2 separate regions of the Vulpes vulpes genome follow, and region 1 is linked to region 2. Evidence: chromatin contacts called from public Hi-C data. All regions are on one chromosome and are shown on one strand. The core of a region is the stretch at or near the end of the contact, and the rest is flanking DNA. Distances in the headings are between cores, read along the strand shown. Region 1 holds the start of SNU13 (small nuclear ribonucleoprotein 13). Region 2 holds the start of CENPM (centromere protein M).

Region 1 (4,635 bases), core at 681-3,180, 210 kb after region 2:
ATTTAAGATTTTAAGCACAAAAGTGTGGTAAAAGACAAATTTCTAAGACAGACTGATCTTGAGCATATGTCAACACAACTTACTAGCAAGGGAAACAACAAAACACAAAGGGTGACCTAGCTTTAAGAGAATTTGGAAATTGAGCCATTACAGTAATGATGTACTGTCTCATTACAGTAATAAAAACATCAGGGATGCCTAGGTGGCTCAGTTGGTTAAGTCTGCCTTTTGCTCAGGTCATGATCCCAGGGTCCTGGAATCGATCCCCATGTCTGGCTCCATGCTAAGCACGGAGTCCGCTTCTCCCTCTCTTTCTCCTCATGCTCTCTCTCTCACACACTCTCTCAAATAAATAAATCTTTTTAAAAAATCAAGTCCTCATCAGTCTTTACTGAGGAGACCTGAGATATGATGGTCCTAGGTGCCAGGTAGGCCAGATTAACAAATGGAAATTGTTACAAAGGATATTTAAAAAGCAAATAAGGCCACATCTAGGACTATAAATTGGAATTATGTTTAATTCCCCAACAATGGGGCAGCCCCCGTGGCTCAGCGGTTTAGCGCCGCCTTCAGCCCAGGGCATTATCCTGGAGACCCAGGACTGAGTTCCACGTCGGGCTCCCTGCATGGAGCCTGCTTCTCCCTCTGCCTGTGTCTCTGCCTCTCTGTGTGTGTCTCTCATGAATAAATAAATTTTTTTTAATTCCTCCAACAATGGTGGCTGACATGTCCCATTAATATGCAAACATAAACAGAATCTGAAAAGTGAGCAACAGAATCCAAACTACAGGTTCTACTCTTACACAAGAACCATCTATGAGCATTTCTTAACTTGGAGACAAATTTTGTTCTTTGACAAATTGTATAAGATTCGCATGAGGTGAAGTTTGATGGAGCAATTTTTTATGTAATTTATGTTCCATCCTGGAGCCAGTTCAAACCCATCCTGTTGCCCCATACTGCAACTGGTCTAGGCATAGCAGCCAGATTTGGCCGAAGTAACCCAAGCCAATAGCCAAAATCCCAGTCGTGGGATTGGACAAGAACCCAAGGTCCAGTTCTGGTTCAGCCACTGCCTCACTATGACTGTGGGCAAGCAGCTTCCCTTCTCTGGTCCTTAGTATCTGTAACATGAAGAAATTGCTGCATGATTCCTAAGGGTCCTGCTAGGTCTCTACCTCTAGGTTTCCAAAATAATTAACTAGAACTAGCCTGTAATGATCTAGTTTGGGTTAGATTCAAATGGTCCCAAGATGTGCATCATGTTGGAGAGAAATGAGTAAGGGCCCTAAGGATCAGGAAGGACTTCTTGGAGGTGGTGAGGCATGAGTCTACCTTTAAATAATGGAGATTTGGAGCAGCATAAAGAAAAGAGCAGTATGCTGGGCAGAAGAAAATCAGTGTTCTTCGACATATCCAAACTCAAGCTGACAGAAACTCAACCCTCACCCGCAAACCTGCTCTTCTTCCTGAATTCCCTATTCAGTGGATTGTTTCCGGTGGACTCTACGTTTCCCACCAGTATTGTAGCAAGGATAGATAAGTACGAGGGCGCCTGGATGGCTCAGTTGGTTTAAGCATCTGCCTTCTGTTCAGATCATGATCTCCCGCATCTTGGGAGAGAGCCCAAGGGGCTCCTGGGCTCTGGCTCAGCAGGGAGTCTGCTCCGTCCTCCCCCTCCTGCTAGAGCTATCTCTCTCAAATAAATAAACAGGTAAATAAAATCTTTAAAAAAAAAAGAAAAGGATATCTTTTTTTTTTTTTTTTTTTTAATGATAGTCATCCCGGGGGGGGGGGGGGGGGCGGAGACACAAGCAGAGGGAGAAGCAGGCTCCATGCACCGGGAGCCCGACGTGGGACTCGATCCCAGGTCTCCAGGATCGCGCCCCGGGCCAAAGGCAGGCGCCAAACCGCTGCGCCACCCAGGGATCCCGAAAAGGATATCTAAATATGAAGAAAAACATTTAGGATTACCCATCATTATCTCCATGCCATTCCTTCGCTAGTGCCAAAAAGACGATTTCTGAAAGCACAAGAACGTGCTCAAAGATAAACAGGCAATGGAATGATGATACCGCCAAAGATTTATAATATAATGACAACAAAAATAGCAAATTGCGATTCCTCTCCCCAAACCTACGCGACCCCGCAGGCGCCTTTAGAGCTCGAGATCCGCCCGCTTCTCGTGACGTTACTTCCGCTTCCTCCGCACGCGGCCATTTCCACTCGTCCGGCGCGACTTCCCGGCCGCGGCGCGCGCGCTCCCGTTCTGACGTCGCCGGCGCTCCCTGAGGGGTGGCGGGACCGCGGAATCGCAGAGATGGTGAGTCCCTGCGCCTGGCGCCGGGGCTGGGAAGCGGGAGCCTCCGGGTTCAGGCCACGCACTAGCCTGCCGGGGCTTAGAACGGAACGTATGCTGTCTATGCCCCCCCGCCCAGGGGTTAGACCTCCGGCGGCCGAGAACTCCCAGCTGCCGCGCCCCGAGTGAGAGCTCGGGCAGCCGCGGGACCCCAGGAGCCCCGCTCGAGGTTCTAACTCGGGAAGCCTTAGGGCCCCAACTGCCGTGGTCGGGGGTACTTTCCGGCACTCTGTGCACATGGCCGAAAGTGTCAGGGGGTGGGGTGGAGGAGTCCTGGCCTAGCGTGGGAGAAGGAGACCAACCCACGTGGGAGAGAGGAGAAAGTTGGATGAGAAGACTTGGTTCCATCTTCTTTTATTTTTTTGGGGGGGGGGGGGGATCGCTAGAAGATGGTGTGGAACCCTGGGTTCAGTCAATCTCCCCTACCCTAACTTCCCCCTTTGTTGATGTTTGGGAGAGGGAGATTTGGATCTCCGTGGGTCTGCGCCTGTAGTGCCCGCCGCGAGTTACACGTGCCAGGGACTTAAAGGAGCCTTTGGCGTTTGTGGGCTGTGGGAAGTGTGGAGTGACTCCAGACCCCGGCCTGGGGTTGACGAAAGGCTTCTGCGAGGCGGTGGTCTGAGAAATCAGAGGTCCTGGAAATCGGTAGCACCACGTGCAACTTCTCTAAGCTGTTGGTGGTTTCCAGCCTTTAATCAACTCCTGTAGCTTGGTACCTAGTTTTGTTTAGTACTTGGTAAGAAGGAAGAGTTTGCAAAGAGCTTCCACTTAACATAGTGAGGTTTAATCCTTCCAGCGGAGCTTGGATCCCAACTTGGATCCCGTTGGGTTCCTCCCCGCCCCCCATCTCCTATTTTGAAGCTAGTATGTGGCTGAGCCTAGAACTTGAAGCTTCTAAACCAGCTCATCTTACACCATTCCACGAAAAGTTTTGGAGGAAGGTGGTCTCAAGTTGAACTTAAATTTCTCTCAACTGTTAAAGTGGGGATAAGATGCATGAGGATGTCGTGAGAGTTGAATTAAATGAGATAATACAGGGGTGCTTGGGTGGCTCAGTGGTTTGAGCATCCGACTATTTATTTATTTATTTATTTATTATAGTCACAGAGAGAGAGAGAGAGAGAGGCAGAGACACAGGCAGAGGGAGAAGCAGGCTCCATGCACCGGGAGCCCGATGTGGGACTCGATCCAGGGTCTCCAGGATCGCGCCCTGGGCCAAAGGCAGGCGCCAAACCGCTGCGCCACCCAGGGATCCCCTGAGCATCCGACTCTTAATTTTTCGCTTGGGAATGATCTCAGGGCCCTGGGTTGGGCATGGCATCTGGCTCCATGCTCAGGGTGGTGTCCGCTTGGGATTCTCGTTCTTTCTCTGCCTGCCCCTCCCCCTGTGTGAGCCCTCTCTCTCTTTCTCTCTCCCTCTCTCGCTCTAATTTTAAAATTTTTGTTTTGATTAAATGAGATAATGCATGTTAAACACCTAATACTTGGTATGGTGTTAATGAGCACACAGTATTTATTGTTAAATCAAAACCTTGTGGGGTGTTTTTTTGTTTTTTGTTTGTTTTTTTAGCTTTCTGGTGTACAGGGAGACCAAATAGATCAAGCTAGGGATGAAAATTAGCTAGTGGGATCCCTGGGTGGCTCAGCGATTTAGCGCTGCCTTCGGCCCAGGGCATGATCCTGGAGACCGAGATCGAGTCCTGCATCAGGGTCCCTGCATGGAGCCTGCTTCTCCCACTGCTTATGTGTCTGCCTCTCTTTCTCTCTCTGTGTGTGTCTCTCATAAATAAATAAATAAAATCTTAAAAAAAAAATAGCTAGGAATATGATTTCATTCATTCACTCATTTAAATAACCCTTGAAAAAATTAAAGGTGGATAAATATGCACTAAGCAAATTTCAGTTACTATTCATGAGCAGACCTTTTATTATTGATTGTAATTAAAACATAAGGTGAGGCCTCTGATAACTTTTCCGGCTCCTGAAGTCTTCCCTTTTTGATATTTTGTTGAGAGTTGAGAATCCTAAATTCCAGAGATGGGTTGTTGGAACTGCATTGGAAATACCTGACCAAAAGCATATTTTTAGGAGTGATTGGAAATAAAATGTTGTTGGGTCCTTTATTGTTAATGAACATAAGATTTTGATAAGTCAAGGACATGTCTTGAAATCTCTCTGGTGGCCACCAAAAGAATAAAGACTTATAACCCCAAGCTGGTAAAGGGGATAGTAGAATGAAAAAATAATAAACCCAAAGGAAGTAAAGAGAGAAAAAG
Region 2 (4,480 bases), core at 1,184-3,683:
TGGGACTGAGCCCCATGTCTGGTTCCCTGCTCAGTGGGGAGTTTACTTCTTCATTTCCCTCTGCCCCTCACTCCTGCTCATTCCTTCTCTCTCTCAAATAAATAAAATATTTAAAAAAATAAAGTGTTGGACATACAAAATGACAAAGTTTCTACTCTCCTGTGTCTTACGCTGTAGCTGGAGAGACAATGAGTAAGTAATTTTATAACTATTGAGAGAAGCAACTGGGCATGGGCTCTGCACATCCCTGCGGGTTCTTGCTGTGAATGCCAAGAAAGCAAGGCCTTTAAAGCTCTTTGCCCAGACTATCTCTCAGGGTTGCGTTTGCAGCAAGCAACCTTGAGGGAGAAGGTGACGTCTCCCCCCACCCCCAGCAAAGAACAAACATGCCTACCACTTGCTATAAAAGCAGTGAATCTCTAATCCCTGTGTTCCTCTTCTATATTGCCATCCTTGAGGTGTATAGGGCTCCATGGTGGGTCCTTTGCAGGGCTTGGGGGACATGGGGCATTGATGCAAACAGACATGGAGCCTCTGCTACTGTTTTTACCATGAGTAACAGTAAACAAATTAGACAAAATCTTTTGCCTCTTACCCAGGAGTTTCATCCATGAAACAGCAACACACTATTACTAAACAATAATAAACAGTTTATTAGTTTGTAAATATGGTACAATCTCAGACTCTGTACAGTTCTTGACTATATGTGAAGTGGAGATTAGTGCCATTGAGAAAATAGAGCAGAAAAAGAAAGACAAGGAGTATGGACAACTTGCTATTTTTTAAAAGATAATTTTTTTTAAGATTTTATGTATTCATGAGAGACACACAGAGAGAGGCACAGACACAGGCAGAGGGAGCAGATGCTCAACCACTGAAAAATATCACCCAGGTGATATTATCTGACTGAGCCACCCAGGTGCCCCAAGATAATGGGGTTTTTAAAAATAACTTTTTATTAGGGCACCTGGGTGGCTCAGTCAGATAAGCATCAGCTTTCTGCTCAGGTCCTGATCTTGGGATCTTGGGATGGAGCCCAGGATGGGGCTCCACCCCACTCAGTGGGGAGCCGGCTTCTCCCTTTCCCTTTGCCTGCTGCTCCCCCTGTTGTGCTCTCTCTCTGTCAAAAGGATAAATAAAATCTTTAAATATTTGTAAATATTTTTAAATTATTTTTAAATACACTCTACCCCTAGGATGCGGCTTGAACTCACAACCCCAAAATCAAGAGTGGCACACTTTTTTTTTTCTCTTTTTAAAGATTTTATTTATTTATTCATGAGACACACAGAGAGAGAGAGAAAGAAAGAGAAGCAGAGACACAGGCAGAGGGAGAAGCAGGCTCCATGCAGGGAGCCCGACAAAGGACTCGATTCCGGGTCTCCAGGATCAGGCCCTGGGCCAAAGGCGTCCCAAGAGTGGCACGCTTTACCAACTGAGCCAACTAGGCTCCCAAGACTTGCTATTTTAGGTAGGGTTGTTTAGGTAGGTTGTTAAAGGCCTCTCCAAAATTTTTAATTAAAAAAAATAGAAATTGATAAAAATTTTTAAAAATTTAAATAAATTAATTAAATATTTAAACGTTAAGAAAAAAATTTAATGAAAAAGAAAGGCTCCTCTGATAAAGTGGCACTGGAGCAGAAACATGGACAAAATGAGAAAACAAGCCAAGTGAGTATTTGGGAGAAGAGCTTTCTTTTCAGCCACAGGGTACCAACAAGGACAAGGCAGGAGGTAGAAGGATACTTGGAATATTTGAAGAACACCCTAGTGGCCCTTGTGACAAGGAGAGTGTAAGAGAGAGAAGAGCAGAAGATGAGGTCAGGGAGACTGTCAGGGATCACAACACACGGAGCCTCAAAGTCCACGGAAGGCATTTGCAATGTACTCTGAATGAAATGGGAACTTTGGGTGGATTTTGATCAGATTGTTTTAAAAAAGGATAACTCTGATTGCTGTGTGGGGAACAGCCACCCTGGGGACCATGCTGGAAGCAGGGAGCCAGTGACAAGTCCGCGTGAGAGATGACAGTGGCTTGTCCTGGTGGTGGCAAGAAGTAGTCAGCTTCTGGATGCATTTTAACACTAGAACCCACAGGCTTGCTTATGGATTGGATGAGGGTGTGAAGAAGAGGGGCCAAGAATGACCTCAATGTTTTGTTCTGAGCAGTTGCAAGGATGGAGTCAACTGAGCTGGGGATGACAAGGGAGGGGCGAGTTTGGAAGGAATCAAGAGTATGATGAATATGCATGAATGAGCGAAAATGAACGAATCAATCATTGAATTACCTTCTTTCTCTGAGGCGTGAAATAAAGGGCCTGTCCCACAGGCTTAAAAAGGGAGGTCAGGGTTCCTTTAAGAGGACCCCGCCCCGTTCCCCAAAGCCCCGCCCAAGCGGGAGTCACGTGCCTATCGGCCGCACACTTCTGGGCGTGCCGCCGAGTGGTTTGAAGGATCCGCGCGCGCCCCACAGCCGCGCTTCTTCCCGGGCCTGGGATGTCGGTGTTGCGGCCGCTGGACAAGCAGCCTGGCCTGAACACGGCCACCATCCTGGTAGGCGTCAGCCGTTCCGCTTCCCCCGCCTGCCTTTCTCTGTCAGCGGCGCCTCCGCTGCTCGCTCCTCTGGGCTCTCTGAGGTTCTGGCGCGCGCTTTTCGGCCCGGGGCGTGGTGGGCGGGAGAGCCACACTCTGAACCAATCGGAACAGCCGCCTTCTGAGGCTGGAGGACGTATCCACCAATAGGCGCGCGGCGGGCTCTTTTCCGGTTTCTGATTGGTGGAGTGGCCGGGCGGGGAGACTGGCCAAGTCCGGGAGCCTGCGTTCCAGGCTGGGCGGCTGCGGGGGCGGGGGCGGGGGCGGTCGTCGGAGGCGGTGGTCTGGCCGCGGGAGGGAGGGTCCGGGTGAGAACTGCTGTGCGGACAGGACCCGAGCGCCTGGCGGGGCCCTGGCTCGGTAAACCGCGCCGTGCGCGCGGGAGCGGGAACCCGGGAGTCGCGGTGCCGGGTCGATGGCCCGAGCCCCAGGCGTCAGTAGGCCGCCTTCTCTCCCTGGGCAGCTGGTGGGCACGGAAGATGCACTTCTGCAGCAGCTGGCCGACGCGATGCTCAAGGAGGACTGCGCCTCGGAGCTGAAGATGTACGTAGCTGAGGGCGGGGGTGTCCGATGGCTCCGCCACGGCCTGACTGTGCCCCGCTGCCAGGGAGGCGGGGGCAGGTGGGGCCGGCACCCCCCCACACCCCCCCACCCCCGCCCAGGCGTGATCTGCCCCCAGCTGAAGGATCCTCCCTCCCTCGGTCACATACTTCAGTTTTCCTCCAGCGCTTGTCACCGCAGGAAATGTCCTTGTTCACGTGTTAGTTTGCTTGTTTTCAGTCGGCCACCTCCATGAACCCCGAGGTCAGCCCCCCACCCCCAGGTCAAGGACTTTGACTTTTGTTCACTACTGAATGCCCAGTGCTTTGAACAGTACTTGGCACAGAGTAGTGTTCAGATCCTGCCCCCCGCCCCGCGCTGCCCCCAGATTTGGAGAAAAGTTGACTAAAGTAGTAATTTTGTTTTTCTTTTTCTAACTGATGGAGAGAAGAAACAGCTGCTGGTGTGAATCAAGTGACTGGATATAAGTGGGTGTCATTCTCCCTGATAGATAAGCTCTAGGGGCTCATGTTGAAGGGGAAGGATCCCAATCTAGAGGGTGTACCTTCGTGGGAATCAGAAACACCCATTACTAGGAGAATAAACCCCTTTATAGCATTTAAAGAATCCTATGAGGGGACAAGTTTAGACCACAGTGATGATGAGGGTGACATACCTGAGGTCACATAGCTCATAATTGGCATACCCGAGATTTGAGCCCACTTCCATCACCCTCCAAAGGGGTTCAGGCTTTTTTTTTTTTAAGATTTTATTTATTTGGGAACACCTGGGTGGCTTAGCGGTTGAGCCCGTCTGCTTGGGCTCGGGGTGTGATCCTGGGGTCCTGGGATCGAGTCCCACATTGGGCAGGCTCCCTGCATGGAGCCTGCTTCTCCCTCTGCCTGTGTCTCTGCCCCTCTCTCTCTGTGTTTCTCATGAATAAATAAATAAAATCTTTTTTTTTTAAAGTGCTCTTTAAAATTAAGTGTGCACTGTCAAATATTATGCATGATTTTCTACTTTAAAAAAACCTTCTTCGGGCAGCCCTGGTGGCTCAGCGGTTTAGCGCCACCTTCAACCCAGGGCCTGATCCTGGAGACCCTGGATCGAGTCCCGTGTCAGGCTCCCTGCATAGAGCCTGCTTCTCCCTCTGCCTGTGTCTCTGCCTCTCTCTGTCTCTCTCTCTCTCTGTCATGAATAAATAAATAAAATCTTAAAAAAATAATAAACTTTAAAAAATCTTTTTTGGGGGATCCCTGGGTGGCTCAGCAGTTTAGCGCCTGCCTTTGCCCCAGGGCGCGATCCTGGAGTCCCGGGATCAAGTCCCACATCAGGCTCCCTGCATGGA

What was found. A called contact is a pair of places that touch in the nucleus more often than the background predicts.
Region 1: a Hi-C map of skeletal muscle shows a contact between it and region 2, with 4 times the contacts expected there. The contact joins the promoter of SNU13 here to the promoter of CENPM in region 2. A contact is called at or near these places in 2 of 3 Hi-C or Micro-C datasets (both in skeletal muscle).

What each region holds. Positions count from the first base shown.
Region 1 is chr16:53,919,356-53,923,990 of VulVul3, forward strand. It overlaps SNU13 (small nuclear ribonucleoprotein 13), which reads left to right and starts at 1,931. Exons shown (of 3, transcript XM_026017389.2): 1 at 1,931-2,323. The coding sequence starts at 2,066.
Region 2 is chr16:53,708,076-53,712,555 of VulVul3, forward strand. It overlaps CENPM (centromere protein M), which reads left to right and starts at 2,434. Exons shown (of 6, transcript XM_026017373.2): 1 at 2,434-2,553; 2 at 3,056-3,135. The coding sequence starts at 2,497.